Linked DNA regions of Zea mays: region 2 is linked to region 1. A link is a contact called in public Hi-C data. All regions are on one chromosome and are shown on one strand. Each heading gives the region's core, a stretch centred on a gene start, on an enhancer-like site or on the middle of the called end of the contact. The rest is flanking DNA. Distances are from core to core; before and after follow the strand shown. Region 1 holds the start of LOC100280284. Region 2 has its middle 58 kb from the start of LOC100273950.

What was found. A called contact is a pair of places that touch in the nucleus more often than the background predicts.
Region 2: a Hi-C map of leaf shows a contact between it and region 1, with 9 times the contacts expected there. The contact joins the enhancer-like site here to the promoter of LOC100280284 in region 1. A contact is called at or near these places in 4 of 25 Hi-C or Micro-C datasets (ear and leaf).

Annotation. Positions count from the first base shown.
Region 1 is chr1:93,484,292-93,491,920 of Zm-B73-REFERENCE-NAM-5.0, reverse strand. LOC100280284 reads left to right here and starts at 3,435. Exons shown (of 5, transcript NM_001153212.1): 1 at 3,435-3,983; 2 at 4,791-5,052; 3 at 5,382-5,583; 4 at 5,679-5,826; 5 at 5,930-6,709. The coding sequence starts at 3,679. The coding sequence ends at 6,473. It overlaps LOC100283107 (holliday junction resolvase), which reads right to left. Exons shown (of 6, transcript NM_001156009.2): 5 at 7,357-7,408; 6 at 6,954-7,257. The coding sequence ends at 7,141.
Region 2 is chr1:93,550,987-93,558,615 of Zm-B73-REFERENCE-NAM-5.0, reverse strand. No RefSeq gene overlaps it. Among protein-coding and RNA genes, the nearest start is that of LOC100273950, 58 kb to the left of the region's middle. Within about 2 kb of position 4,090, at least 12 of the 20 cell types and tissues checked have an H3K27ac peak or open chromatin away from gene starts, as enhancers often do. A contact at or near this core is called in ear and leaf, where this site is marked.

The DNA of each region.
Region 1 (7,629 bases), core at 2,186-4,685:
GCAATTTTGCCATTATCATTAGTGGGCTTCGCCAATATGCCATCGGACCCACAAATCATAGACACAGACGGTCCCACTAGTCATAGACACGGGATGGCATAATAACAGACAGCCAAAATTGAGAGTGGCAAAATAGCAAATTTCTCAAGATCGGAGTTACGGTTAAGGAGTTATGAATTTCCGAAGGTTTTATGTGTTTAAAATAGGATTAAGTGTGGAATTAATTTTCTTACTGTTGTCATGATAAAACAGAGACACTACGTGATAGAGAATTAAATTACAAAAATTTAGAAAGTGGAATGGATTAATTTGGACCAAAAATGGAATTTCTATGAGTTTTACAAGTTCTAGGGTTTATTTTTGTATTAAAATACCTTTTCTAATTCATTTATTCATTTTAACACGTCACTGGATTGGGCCTCAATTTCCAGGAAAGTCAAGGGGTCTCGAGGTAATAATTCTAAGGCACAGGGAACAGCTGTGAAGGATGGTGGGTTTATTTTCCTAGTTTGTCGGGGGCTCTTATGCAAATAATGCGGTCGAAAGGGTACGGATTGATCACGGACGTTGGATCAGGCTTGGGCGCGCCAGATTAAACTGCTGTATACGCGAACCGGTACGCGATCAAAGCCACAGGATCCAACTCCGACGCCTACGATTTAATGAGACCAGGTTTCATCCGAGCCGTAGGATCGCAGATCTACGGTCACAGCGTGCCCGGCCGAAACGGTACGCAAAACTTAATCTCAGCCGTTGGCTAGAATCGTACGGTTCCTGTTCTTTGCCCCAAACGCGACAACTGAGGTTGGAGGCGCCGCCGACCCTCACGGCGGCGAAAACCCCGGCGATGGCCATCCGGCCAAACACACGGTCGAACTTAAATTGGAACGATGCTAATCGCTATCCAGTGTACATAGAACATGTGAGACAGACTTGTACCGGAATAAATGGTGCGAAGCTCCCTGGCCGCGGCAGAGGATGTCCCACGGCGGAGCAGGAGTTTCCGGTGAGCAATTGATGGCTGCGCGGTCGTCGATTCCACCCGAAAGCTCCACAGATGGTTTCGCTCCAGCTCGGTGCAGGCCCTGGACCCGATCCCAAGCCTAACCTCCGAACAGCAGGGCAAGCGAGGAGAGAGGACGGCGACGCTTTCCTTCGGTGGCGCTGCGTGGGGCGAACGAGGCTACGGCACAAGGTAGATGACGAGAGAGAGGGGATTCTGATTCGTCCAGCCAGGGACGTATCTTATAGGACCGAGGAGCGCCTGGCCGGATCGGGATCCCGCTATCCCCGGCGTACCGGAGGGGAGGGGAGCTGACCGACCCGCTTCAAGCGGCCGAAGTCCCAGCGGCGAGATCGGCATCTTGTTACGGCCGAGGTCTTCGGAGTCCGTCCATCAACCGCCAGCGCACGAAGCGGAGAGGAGATAGGGAGGGAATAGAGCTAGCACAGGGTCCGAGCAGGTCCGCATGAGCCGCGCCACGATCGGAGGTGGTTGATGGTTCTGACAGACGGGGCCGCTTTGCCCGTGACTGAGAGATCCAGCGAGCCAGCGCGGAGTCGCGGCTGGTACGCGGGTCCCACGCGACAGAGAGTGGGCAGGAGGGCGAGCGCGCGCAAGGGAAAAAAAGACTGGGCCGCGCAGAGAAAATAGGGACTGGGCCGAAAATGAGGTCAGGGCCTAGTTAGGTGTCTTATCCTTTTTCTTTTTATTTTTCTTTTACATTTTAGATTTTCTCAAGTTCAAATTTAAATTCTAGTTTAGATTCAAACTTGTGACCAATTTATCCTTAGGTTATATTGTGCCATAACAAGTTCTAATTTGGGGATATATTTATGTGTAGTATTTATTCCCCATGTGTTATGTGATATTTCCTTTCTTTATTTTTTCCAAAACCCTATTTTCGATTTAGGGTTTAATTCAACTTCTAGTAATTATTATCTTATTATCATTATCATTATTATTTTGTTTAATGCACACACAAAAATCCAATATGATGCATTTCCTCTTTATTTTAATACCATTGGTTTTAAATAAATAAATCTCAATCATATGTGTTCTTTTTTTTATGATGCAGATAAGGCACATACAATAGGGAATTCGCTATTTATTCCTTGTAAACAATTTTGAGTGTTACAACCGTGTTCGTGCTGACCCGAAAAGCCCGGCGCATATTCCCGGCCCATATTCGCAACACTAGGGAGTGCTGACGAAATCTCCCACACGGGACCTCGAGCTACAGCTACAGTTGCCAAAATTGGAACGACATTAATGAAGCCCAGGCAAACGGCATCCACTCCAGCTGTCCTGGTAGCTTGCATGGATAGTATACACCAAATAACCGATCCGACTATCTGAGGCGTAAAAATCTGGTCAATCGGCTAGCCAGCCATGATATCCCCTGCGCAGTTGGGGTTGCAACTCGCAAGCGCGTGTAGAACGGGGTCCGGTGGTCCATCCGAGCCGTCTCACCAACCCACCGCAGTCCGCCCAGCCCAGCACAGCACAGCACACCACCCGGTCGTCATATGGCGGTGTCTGGTTTACGATGCAACTTGTCGTGTCGCAAATTAAATTGAACGTGCTCACTGCTATAACTGCGATATATTGTACAGTACGTATCTTTTTAGCACTTTGTCTCGCGTGTCCTAGGTCTCATTTGGTACAGCTCAGACTCACTGTTAAATCTACCTTCTTTTCTTAAATAGCTTCATAAACGGCGTTCTTTGGTTTAGCTGGAAATTTAAAAAAAAAGCTATTTGGCAAAACAGTTTTATCAACAGTTTTATGTGTGACTAAGGACATCTTCAGCTGATCTCCTATTCTATCTCTTCTCTCTTCCACTATTTCAAACTCCACCCTAAAAACAGTGACATATACCAGCTTCGCATCCCCTATTTTATAGGGTTAAATATGTCTATGTCATTGTAATAATTTTTTATGTTTTGATATGTGCAACTAAACTTCTTAAGCTTGTAAATGTACCATTAAACTTGTAATTAAATATGAAACAAGCCATTGTGTACGGTTTTGCTGAAATTAGACCAACAAAAGGAAATACGAAAATAGTGGACAACGGGACAAGCCCACTGGCTGGTTGACAGTACAAGGAAGGAAGGAAGCAAGAAAGCGTCCCCGCCCCGCCGTCCGGTTCGATGCCGAGCAGCCGAGGGAGGGACGAGTGGACAACGGAAGCGTTGTTGCCCGGACCGTCGCCGGTCGCTGGAGGGCGGGGCCGACCGGAGACCAGGTCCCGCGTGTCAGATACGTACCAGGTGGGGGGCGTGCCGGGCGTCGTACGCTGGACCGGGACAAGGGGAAAGCATCTGCTACTCCGGCAGGTCTCACTCCGAGAACTCATAAATAAACGCCGCCCCGTTTCCCCTCCCCTCTCTGACCTCCCTCTCTCCTCCTCTCTCTTGCTTTTGCCAACCAGAAGCATCGTGCCGAGGCAGCCAAGTATCTCAGCTTCTGATTCTCCTCCTCCAAACACCATCCGCGGGCGTGGCGTACATACCCAGTGGTGCCGACGACTGCCGAGCAAGGCAAAAAGGCCAAGCAGCGCCCCGGGCCGGGCCCCAGCGCGGCGCCTATTGGTTCGCTCTGATCGCCGGGGCTAGTCAACGGCCGGTGATCAGCCGACCCTCGCGCGGGAGTGGGGCCGCGGAACGGCGGCGATGGCGGGGCTGCCGCCGGTCGCCAGGCGGCGCCCGCTCGCGACGGCGTCGTCGCTGCTGCTGCTTTTGCTGCTGCTCGTGGTGACCGCGGCGGCGCGCGAGGAGCGGGGCCTGGCGCGTGTGCAGGGCCCGCCGCCGCGCCACCGCCACGCGTACGCCGCGATGATGTACATGGGCACGCCGCGGGACTACGAGTTCTACGTCGCCGTGCGCGTCATGATGCGCTCCCTCCCCCGCGTCCGCGCCGACGCCGACCGCGTCCTCATCGCCTCCGCCGACGTGCCGCGCGACTGGGTCCGCGCAATGTGAGTGCCGCCTTCCTCGTCCGCTCCGACGCGTCTCCGTCGACCAATAGCGAAACCAGAGTTCGAAGCCATTCCTTGCAAAGACTTTCCAAGGTTATTTTTTGCGGATAATTTTATTGCGCACTGCAAACCCGCGTCGCGTCTCGTTGCGGTGCAAACTACAGTGTAGAAACTCAAGGCGAAGACTAGGGGATGTGTGACGTGTTTTCGGGTACCTGGGAGAACGATGATTTGCTAGTTCGGGAAGTGGAACAGGGCCCACCTGCAGAGAGGAAGCTTCTCCTAGTTTTTTTTTTTCAAATTCTTGTGGGGGGTATCTTCGGCCACTCACATCGAGACATATGCACTGCATCCTGCAATGCTTACTTTGTTATTAAAGTTGCTCACAGAATATGCTGTCATGGATGCACAGCTCTGAAGCTTTGACTATTTCCTGTCGTGTACTTTTTCAATCCTCTGCTACCCACTTACACTGGTCAACTTTCCTTTTTCTTTTATAGTGATTGCACAGAGGATCTTCGTTTGTACAAAAATAAATGTTTTCCGTAGTTTCTCTGACCAGGTTCATAGCCAACACTTTTGTGTCTTTTATCATTGGTGGTATCAAAGTCAGTCCCAAACGATTAATAGCGATCGGTGAATGTCCCCCAAGACATGGCTTCATCGTTTCACAAGGGTCAACGGGACATTTTTTTTCTTACTTGTTTTACTTTCGTACGAAGACTTGTTTCAACGAACTAGGAATTTTGAATGCAAAATGCGAAATGAAACGAGACACCTATTGACAATACAAGGGGACGTATGCAGGACAGAAGAGGATGGCATGAGGGTGTTGATAGTGGAGAACCTCAGGAATCCTTACGAGAGCAACCTAGGAGGGACCAACAAGAGGTTCAAGCTGACACTGAACAAGCTTTATGCCTGGACCCTGGTGGACTACGAGCGTGTCGTCATGATTGATTCCGATAACATCTTCCTCCAGAACACAGACGAGCTATTCCAATGTGGACAGTTCTGTGCTGTTTTCATCAACCCGTGCTACTTCCACACCGGTCTTTTCGTGCTCCAGGTATGTACTGAACTTTCGTTGTTCCACTTGTGACCTGTCCCGATACAACCAAAATCTGTGTCATTTTGCTTGAAATCGTGAGAGCTTGTTGACTTAGCTATGTCATACAAAACTTCTTTAGTCAAAATGCCAGTTACAAACTAATAGAATTTGAGCATGCGTACCCCCAAAGCTGAAGTATACGTCTTCTTCCAGTATGAATGATCCATTGAAAAGAAAATTCCCACCATCCATAACTTGATTCTTGTTAAACTCACACACTGAGATATGTTGTGCTCAGACATGTAATGGCCAACCAGACTAATATTGGACTCTTCTTCAATCTGCAGCCTTCTATTGATGTATTCAGAAGCATGCTTCATGACCTGGAGACTGGCCGTGAAAACTCTGATGGTGCTGACCAAGGCTTTTTGGTTGGGTGCTACCCAGACTTGCTCGACAAACCAATGTTTCACCCTCCTGAGAATGGCACAAAGCTCAATGGGACCTATCGCCTTCCTCTTGGCTATCAAATGGATGCGTCATACTACTGTGAGTGCTGCAGCTACACAGCTTCAATACCAATGCACCTGCCTGCAGCTATTGCTTCTGAAAATTTCAACCACCCTTTTGATTTAACACTGCAGATCTCAAGCTACATTGGCATGTCCCCTGTGGGCCAAACAGTGTCATCACATTCCCCAGCGCACCTTGGTTTAAACCTTGGTACTGGTGGTCCTGGCCGGTCTTGCCATTAGGTCTTTCCTGGCACAAGCAGCGCTGGGACGATCTTGGGTGAGTCAATAAAACAGCACAGAAGCAAATATGTGTACCTGAGCCGACAGAAAATTCATTTTATGTTCTATCCACTAAACAATTACCTGCTTACATTTCACAGGTATGCTGCTGAAATGCCAGTGATTCTGATGGAGCTTTTGATGTACATAGTTATCATAGCAGTCACCAGATTGGCAAGGCCAGGGATCACCAAACTGTGCTATAACCGACGGCCTGAGAAGCAAAGTGCCCTGGTGCAGTGGCTGATCAAGCTGGCTGCAATTGCGGCTATGGTGGCTGCATATTCCATTCCATTCTTTGTGGTCCCACGCACAGTCCACCCGATCATGGGCTGGTCCGTCTACCTATTTGGCGCGCTTGCCTTGTCAGTGCTCGTTATCAATGTTTTTCTGCTCCCGCCACTTGATGTGCTTACAACGTGGCTTGCAATTGTGGGCATGCTCATCGTTATGGCATTCCCATGGTACCATGATGGTGTTGTGAGGGCTCTGGCGGTCTTTGGATATGCATTTTGCTCTGCGCCAATCTTGTGGGCATCCATGGTGAGGATGATGGACTCACTGCAGACGATGCTTGAGAGGGATTCATTCTTCCCCCGGATTGGTGAACCAGCACAGGAGACTGAATTCAGCAAGCTGTACTGATTCTTTTACGCACAGATTTGGGATGCTTCATCACCATATGAACAGATGATCCGGATCAGTTAATTCTCGATTGATGCTGGTGGTTTTTGCTCAGGCATTCCATTGTGTACTCATAGTAATGTATAAACATTGCCTGCAGCAACCATGATAGATGCAGATCCAGGAAAGACAGGTCAGTTGTACTGAATTGAAAAAAAGCATATTTGCTGCATGAGACGGGATAGGGGATTGTTGTGAAGTACTACGTACCTTATTTCATGCCCACTTGGACTGTCCAGACTATTTTTGAGCAAATTCTTTTTTGCACTCTCCATGATGTAAACTATGTAAATACATGATCTGATAAAGTGCTATATAAGGTAAAATATGTCACAGATTTGCTTAACAGAGCTAAGTTACACTAGAGTTCAGAAAGAAGTAATCTAGGTAGGATACCCAGGGGAAAAAATCATGAAATGCAACAATGAATATGTTACTGAGTTTTGTTTTGGGATGATACTCAATTTGCAAACAGGACCAGGTTTAAAAACAGCTTGTGTTTTTGATGCAGTACAATTACAATATCTCAAACAATCATCTACATCACAGCGGATGACATGGTATAGAAAATGAGGTGCCCTCAACTGGACATGTTCTCTACTATGGAGAAAATAGAAGACATGCCTCTCTAAACTTCAGCATCTTGTCTAGACTGAACCATTAGCTTGTCCTGTAACTCTGGTTGCCTGGGGAGAACAATCTTAGCCCCTCGACCTGAAGACGTGAAATATCTCTTCAAAATCATCTACAACAAAAGTAATCAGCTGTAACTTTAGCCAGAAGCAATCATAAACAGGAGGAAATAAACACTAAGTAGAAAGATATACTAGGTAGCATCAAATACCACAGCAGCATATGCATCAGATTTGGTGTCACGAGCAGACTTCTTGACACCCCTGAAAATTGAGGTCGATAATCAGGCAAGCTTCTCAGTGAACTAACAATTTGACACGATTTAACAGCCAGCGATGTGCAGGAAGGAATTTGCATTCTTGAGCTTTTGTGTTGCTAGGTGGAGCAGTACTGTAAATACTTAAAATGGCCAAATTTTAAAATCAGCAGCAAGGTCCAGCTAGAATTGTTGCAGCAACAGTGATATGGGAAAGTTCCGGATCAT
Region 2 (7,629 bases), core at 2,841-5,340, 66 kb before region 1:
ATTTGAGGCTCCATCGTATCCTTGCCCTCTAACTCTAGAAATAGATAAACCATATCTTGCTAGCATATCATCCAGAGCTACCTTTAATGAAGATGATGTAGTATCAGGAACATGTTGAACACCAAGAAACCTCTCAATTATATGGCCTTTATCATTGACATACCTACATAAAAGTGAAACAAGAAAAATAATATTAGTAAAGAACTAAAAACAACAAAATGTAAAGTAAAAGATGTTACATCCCTTACAACCACAGCCATTTGTTCCTTAATTGATGCATCCCGAGCCTCATCAATGAGCACTGCAAATAGACGACCACCTATCTCAGCTTTAATAGCCTCACTTGTCTTCTCCGCACAAGCTCGAACCAAATCTTTTTGGACATTTGGGAAACTCATTTTATTATTACCAGGAGCATTCTCACCAGTGACCATTGCAACTTTAGGATCCTTTTTTCTATACCACTCAAGCATCTCTAAAAAGTTACCCTTATTGCTTGATGTTTTAGATTCATTATGTCCACGAAAAGCAAGAGCCTGCAAAAGGAGAAATCTTGCAATGCCTAACATGATAGACAAACGCGCTTTATATGCCTCATCTTCGGCTGCACTTGTCGCTGACCATACATGAGCTACACTTTGTCTCTAATTTGCAAAATCGAGGGCACGTTTCCTCGCATAACTATGAGAACCATCAATTGCTTGGACATGTTCCTTGAATACATCCTTTGCTTTTTTCCAATTCTTAAACCCAACTTTAGTGAATGTATCTTTACCAAAGTTGTTGGTTCTTGGAGGATTAAATAAAAAGCAATAAAAGCAATAAGTTGTATCTTTCTGTACACTGTACTCTAACCAATCAAACTGTTTGAACCAACATTCAACAAAGCCTCTAGTTTGAGAATTACCTGGTGTCCATGGAAATGTATGACCAAATGGTTTACATGGGCCCATTTGTCAATAAGCTCTTTTAGCATCATCTCTAATTTCATGGGGGAACTCATCAATTGGTTTTCTAAGGCCAGGATCTACAACTATATCATTCATATCTAGCTCAATATGTGGTCTCTTCTGTTCTACACGGCTCTCATTTGTCCTAATTGTTTTAGAATTAGAAGCATCTTTCTTCTGGTTCTTGATGAGAAAATTGTCCATCTTATTCCTATAATCAAATCAAATCAAAGCAATTAAGCAAACAATAGCACACTATAGTCTACACATGTCTGCACCTTCACGGCTTCACTGCTTGCTTTGCTTGTCTGCAGTCTTCTCAGCTTCACGGCTTGCTTACTTGCTTGTCTGCAGTCTGCGCCCGCCCGACCGCCCCTTCTCGGTTGCTTGCTTTGCTTTGCTTTGCTTGTCTGGACTCCAGGCTTCACTGCTTGCTTGCTTGCTTTGCTTCACGGAGAGGCCAGCTGGCCAAGAGCCCAGGACTAGGAGGGAGCGCCCGCGAGCCCGCGACAGTGCTCCGGCCTTCGGGCACGAGACGACGCGAGGCGAGTGGGCTAGTGGCGGCTACCGACTGGAGTTGGAGGGAGGCGTTGACACGTAGTGGCGGGCTGGCGGCTGGACGATGACTGTGTGACTACGTGACCGGTGACCTGATGGGCTGCGGGCTGCCTATTTGTTGTAGCTGGGCCGCAACCGGGGCTGCAGCCCAGGCTTCCACGGACGCATATCCGCCCCTGCTGATCAAAGGTCAAATATCACGTTTTCTTCCATATCTCACATCACCAAATAAATCATAATAACATTTTCTCCCCAAGAAGAGAAGCTGACAGGCAACCGTCAGTCTATCCATGTATGTAACATCCCTGGTATTCAGCATGCTCATACATTTCATATGTATCATGAAAGTATCATCATAAGCATAATTAATCATTCACCACTTACACCAGAATCTTAAATGGTTACTGTTTGTTGTGAAGTAATTTTATGCTTGAACTAATAGAAAACATATGTTATATAATTTTAGATTATCATTGAGTGCTTGTGTGTATAGGTAAACCTAATTGAAGAATTTAGTTTTATAATGGTTAGTCTTTCAACTCTTGATTTCATGTGATGATAGTTTCTTAAATTGTATGTGATTGTGTGGCTTAGTGAATGTTGTGCTTAATGAGTAATAATGTTACCAAGAACAAAAACCTAAGGAGTAAGTATTTAACTCCCTAAGGCTACTAATTATAAGGACTCAAACTATAAAAGAAGTGAAGTTCAACCATAATGAAGGTTTGGGAAATGTGTTAAAAGGAATACGAAAAACCTGGTTTTTTAAGACCATTTCTTTACCTCTCTTCAAACACCGACATGCTCATCTAAAAATAATCTTCAAATCAAAGTACTCCAATTACTTGAGGCACACCCTGTAAAAAAGTTGGCAAACTTTTGAAGTCATTTGACATGTTTTGACATGGCTAGACTTCGATTTTCCACTGATTTTCGCGGTCCTATTTTACCAAAGTTTGGAGATATTTAACTTTTAAACCGAGCCTCTAATTAGCTTAATTGCTATATAGAAATGGTAGCCAGGAGTGTGGAGAACAATGTTGCTACAGTGGTTCACGCTTGGGAGCCTGTTTCCTTATCGTTTTTGTGCCTGTGAGAGTGGCAGTTTGTGTTCGCTATGTGGCAGACGTAGGGACGCGTGGAGCTCGTGCTCTAGCGTGCGCAATGCTCCTCCTCGCGTGCATGCCTTGTCCAAGTAGTTGGGAGTGTATTAATAGACCAACTAGTTGAGCCAAGCCCCTTACATAGGGGTAGTGAGGTAATTACAATGGGACTCAAGCCAAAAACCCTAAACGGGATTCTAACACATACCGTAGCAAGTGGTGGCTCTCACCCTGCCAACGTTTTGAGGTGAAGCCGTGAAAGTATATATGAGGCCCTCTTTGGTAGGGTTTTGGCTCCTCTGAAAACAGCTTTGGCTCTGGCTCCTTGTTTCTCTAGAGGAGCCAGAGCCGTTTTACAATCCGTTTGGATAAACAGATTCTCTTGTGTTTCTTTTGAATGGTGTATGAGGAAAATATAGGAGCCGGTAGAAACTAAGTTTTTGGTGCTCTAGCTCCAACAATAAAATGGCTACAACTCTTGAGGGCTCTCGTCAGGAAGCCGTTTTTACGGTAGGGCTTTACGATGAGTTGGAGCTGGAGCCGCCCAAAGAGCTATGTCGAAGAGGCCCTAAATATAAATTATATGGACAAACCAAAATCTGCACCCCTCAACATCAAAACGCTAAAACAACAATTAGAATTTGACGAGGTTCTAGTCCGAATATGGGTGGTAATGGGCTCTAGTTTTTTTGCCTATAAAATTTAAGGATCAGGTCGAATTATGATCGGCTCTATTTCTATTCATTTTTAAACTAAAATTCATTAAGGGCTCAAACAAATTATAAAGAAATATTTAAATCATGATCTCCTCCAAATAAAAAACACAGAAGGTAACTACGAAATTCGGTGTCGTAACTTTACAATCTTGAAAAGGTGAAATGAATCCATGTATGTGTATGCATCGATTCTTCCAAAGATACACAATCAAGATTGAGAAGTACACATGGGGCGGACCCAAGTAGACTTAGAGTGAAGGTCAAGGACCCCAAATATTTCTCCGTTGTATGTAGTATAGCATAGATTTTTGACATGAGGTTCTTTATTCAGTTCTACTTAGATGCCCCTGCTCTGAATTGTGATGGTTATCCTTACAAATATGCTCTCACTCTTTATTTTTTCTAGGTCCACCGTTGCGCATGAGGATATGACATTGAAGATTTTATTAGTAATCGCAGTTTTCTTTCTTCATGTTTCTTGACAGATTGTTGTAGGCTGATTGACCTTGAGCTCGGTTCCTGGCACTAGCAGGGCAGTCAGATGCATTGTATAACTGAATATGTTTGCTGTTTGGCTAGTTCTGCCATCCGTTTGTGGCCAGAGGAAGCAACTTGGCTTAGGCACCGTTTGGATCTAACAGGATTCTAAAAATCCAATGCAAAATATTCCATATAGAATCGAACGGGCCAGATTGTACGTGCTACAGAAATTATCTAGCCCAAAGTCTCACTGGTTGGGTGGGCTAAAAAGGAGATTGTGCAGCCCATCAGTTGGTGGAAAGACGAAAATAACCCAGAAACGTCAGCTCTGCACACGTCGAAACAAGATAAGACGTGGTATGTCTTGCAGCAGCTATTACAATTGAATTAATTTATTTGGTGTTGCTTTCAAGTTGTTATTGCACGTTTTATCCTGGAATCTATGCGTACAAAGGGGTCAGTGGATTTATTAATAAACTAAATTAGCAAAAATATGATTGAAATTCATACTAAAAATAATTGCAGAAAGGGTTTCCTTTTGGAATTAAATCTTGAGCTTCGTTTCCTTGACTTGTTTGCTTGATACTTAAGATCTTTTTTTTTCATAGTGTTGACACCCTTTTGGGGGCGCCAATTACTCAAAAGAACCAGCGGCGGTGCTCTCTGGCCAGGCGCAGACGGTCCGCGGCACAGGGCCGGACGGTCCACGACCTGGCGTGAGGCAGAGGTGCTCTCTGGTAAGGCGCGGACGGTCCGCGACCTGGTACAGGAGCCCGGGTTCCCTGCCTGACGGCCGGACGGTCCGCGCCCTGGGGCCGGACGGTCCGCGCGTGCGCAGGGGCGACGGAGGATCGCCGGCGGCGCCTGGATCTCGCTCCCGGGAGGGACCCTGTCGGGGAGGAGAGATCCTAGGAGTTGTCTAGACTCGGGCAGGCCGACCTAGACTCCTCTAATCGACGTAGAGTCGAGGCGAGGCGGAGAATTTGGGGATCGAGAGGCTAAACTAGAACTAGACTAGAACTACTCCTAATGCATAAGGTAAAAACGAGTAATAGATTGGATTTGATCGATTGGTGGCGGTTCAATCGGCCGTAGCCCTTCATCTATATAAAGGGGGAGGTCTGGATCCGTTTTCAACTGTTTCCCGAGTTAATCCCGCGGTTTTAGGTAACAAATCCCGCGAGAAACTAGGAACCCTAACTGACTCTGCGCACGCGGACCGTCCGCGCCACCACCGCGGACAGTCCGGACCGTGGACCGTCCGGCCTCAGGGCCGGACCGTCCGCCAGGCTCTTTTTAGCCTTCAACATATGCCCCCCTGCCTTTTGGTGCAGTTTGACGAACCAAAAGCATATGAACTAAACCTGATGTAAGTCATCGGCTTTTCAAAATAGAGATCATTCAATAAAGCACCAATGTATAAAGGCCGTTTTGGATTGTATCTTTCTCGGCCATGACCATTTGATCAATGGATCAAAATGAATAGAATGGAGGTGCCCCCCAGCCTGAATAGACAAAGAGACTATACATGTACCATGGATTCATCGTCATGCTATTCCACATTTGGGTAGGACAATATACCGACGATGAATAAACGGGTAGAAAGTACTCTGATCTCATAGGATGAACAGACGATGCTTGTCGCATCGCCTTTTGGGCCGTTTTGTTTGGCCGTTTCGTTTTAGTAGGTGACCGGGGTTTCTTTGTTGACCGATCACATGGAACGGTCTTTTTGCTAGCATTTTTGGAGAGCAACTGATCAAAAGTAGGGTCGGCTTTGATCAGCCGGCTATATGTGCTTTGACCTTGCGTCTTTTTCCTTGCTTCGTGTAGAGATTGACGCCTTTGGTCATAGGTGACTGTCCGGCTGAGTTAGCCGGACCGTTTGTCTGAGCACCGGATTGTCCGCACGTAAGTGCCGGACCATCTACGATGCTCGGGCTAGGCTGATGTGTTTGGTTCATTAACTGTGCCTGTCCCCCGACGTCTTCAGACTTTTTAGCCTTCTCGTCCGAAGCCTTTCGAGCAATCTCCTTTTGTGATATATCTGTCATGCGAGGATCGCCAATGACGATGCCCTTGCCTTTGCCTTTATCGGCCATTTCGGGCCGAACCAAGACCTTTTTGCATGTGAGTTCTATTGTATTAACAGGAAAGGGTTGTGTGTCTGAAAGGGAAATGTGCCCTTGGGCCATTTCTAAGTATTTTGGTGATTGAGTGCAAACACAAGTGCTTAAATGTGAAAATATGCCCATAGATGAACAAAGTGCAAATCACAAGTAAAGGTATGTTTCTAAGCCTTAGTACATTAGTTTTGTGTACTAACATCTTGTCTAAGTGTTAGAAACAGGAGAAAGAAGAAAAGAAAAGAAGTGGAGAGTGGCTGTGTACAACCAAAGGCTGCTTCGGACTGGGGCACCGGACTGTCCGGTGTGCACCGGACAGTGTCCGGTGCGCCAGACCAGCACAGAGCAAACCAGCCGCTCTCGGGTTTTTCTCCGGCGACTTCGGCTAAAATTCACCGGACTGTCCGGTGTGCACCGGACTGTCCGGTGAGCCAACGGTCGGCCGGGCCAACGGTCGGCCGCGCGATCGGCGCGCGACACGTGGCCGAGCCAACGGTCGGAGAGATACACCGGACTGTCCGGTGTGCACCGGACATGTCCGGTGCGCCAACGGTGCGCAGATCTGACTCAGACAGCAACGGTCGGATGCGCTGTTTAAGGAAACAAATCGGGCACCGGACAGTGTCCGGTGTGCACCGGACTGTCCGGTGCGCCACGAGACAGAAGGCAAAGATGGCCTTCCAGATTTGTTCCCAACGGCTCCTAGCTGCCTTGGGGCTATAAAAGGGACCCCTTGGCGCATGGAGGAGTACACCAAGCATTCCTACAACTCTTCTAAGCACCAAGACATCAATCTCACGCATTCGTTTCATTGTGATAGCATATAGAGCTCTTGTGGAGTTGTGAACTCTTTGTGTTGCGTTGCGAGCTCTTGTTGCGACCTGTGTGCGTGTTGTTGCTCTGATTTTCGAGTCTTGTGTGCGTTGCTCATTCCCACCTTACTCCGTATTTCTTTGTGAACTTAATTGTAAGGGCGAGAGACTCCAAGTTGTGGAGATTCCTCGCAAACGGGAAAAGATCAAAGGAAAGAAAAACACCGTGGTATTCAAGTTGATCATTGGATCACTTGAGAGGAGTTGAGTGCAACTCTCGTCCGTTGGGACGCCACAACGTGGAGTAGGCAAGTTTTGTACTTGGCCGAACCACGGGATAACCACCGTGTCAATTCTGTGATTGCTTTCTTGTGGTTATCGTGTTTTGAGTTCTCTCTAGCCACTTGGCAATTACTGTGCTAACGCTTAATCTAAGTTTTGTGGCTATAAGTTTAAGTTTTTACAGGATCACCTATTCACCCCCCCCCCTCTAGGTGCTCTCAATTGGTATCGGAGCCGTTCTCTTCAAGAAAGGGACTAACCGCCCGAAGAGATGGATCCTAAGGGGAAGGGAATCGTGATCAACGACAAGGAAAAGGAGTCCTTCGTCAACGAGCCAAAAGATGATAAATCCAACGACTCTGGCTCGGGCCAAAGACGTAAAGATGGGAAGAAGAAAAAGACAAGGCGCATCAAGGAGATCGTCTACTACGACAGCGACGAATCCTCTTCTTCCCAAAAGGACGACGACAACGACTACAGGAAGACGGTCAATTCGAACTTTTCATTTGATTATTCTCGTATTCCACATAGTTCGAATTCGCATTTGCTTTCCATTCCTCTCGGCAAACCTCCACACTTTGATGGGGAGGACTACGGATTTT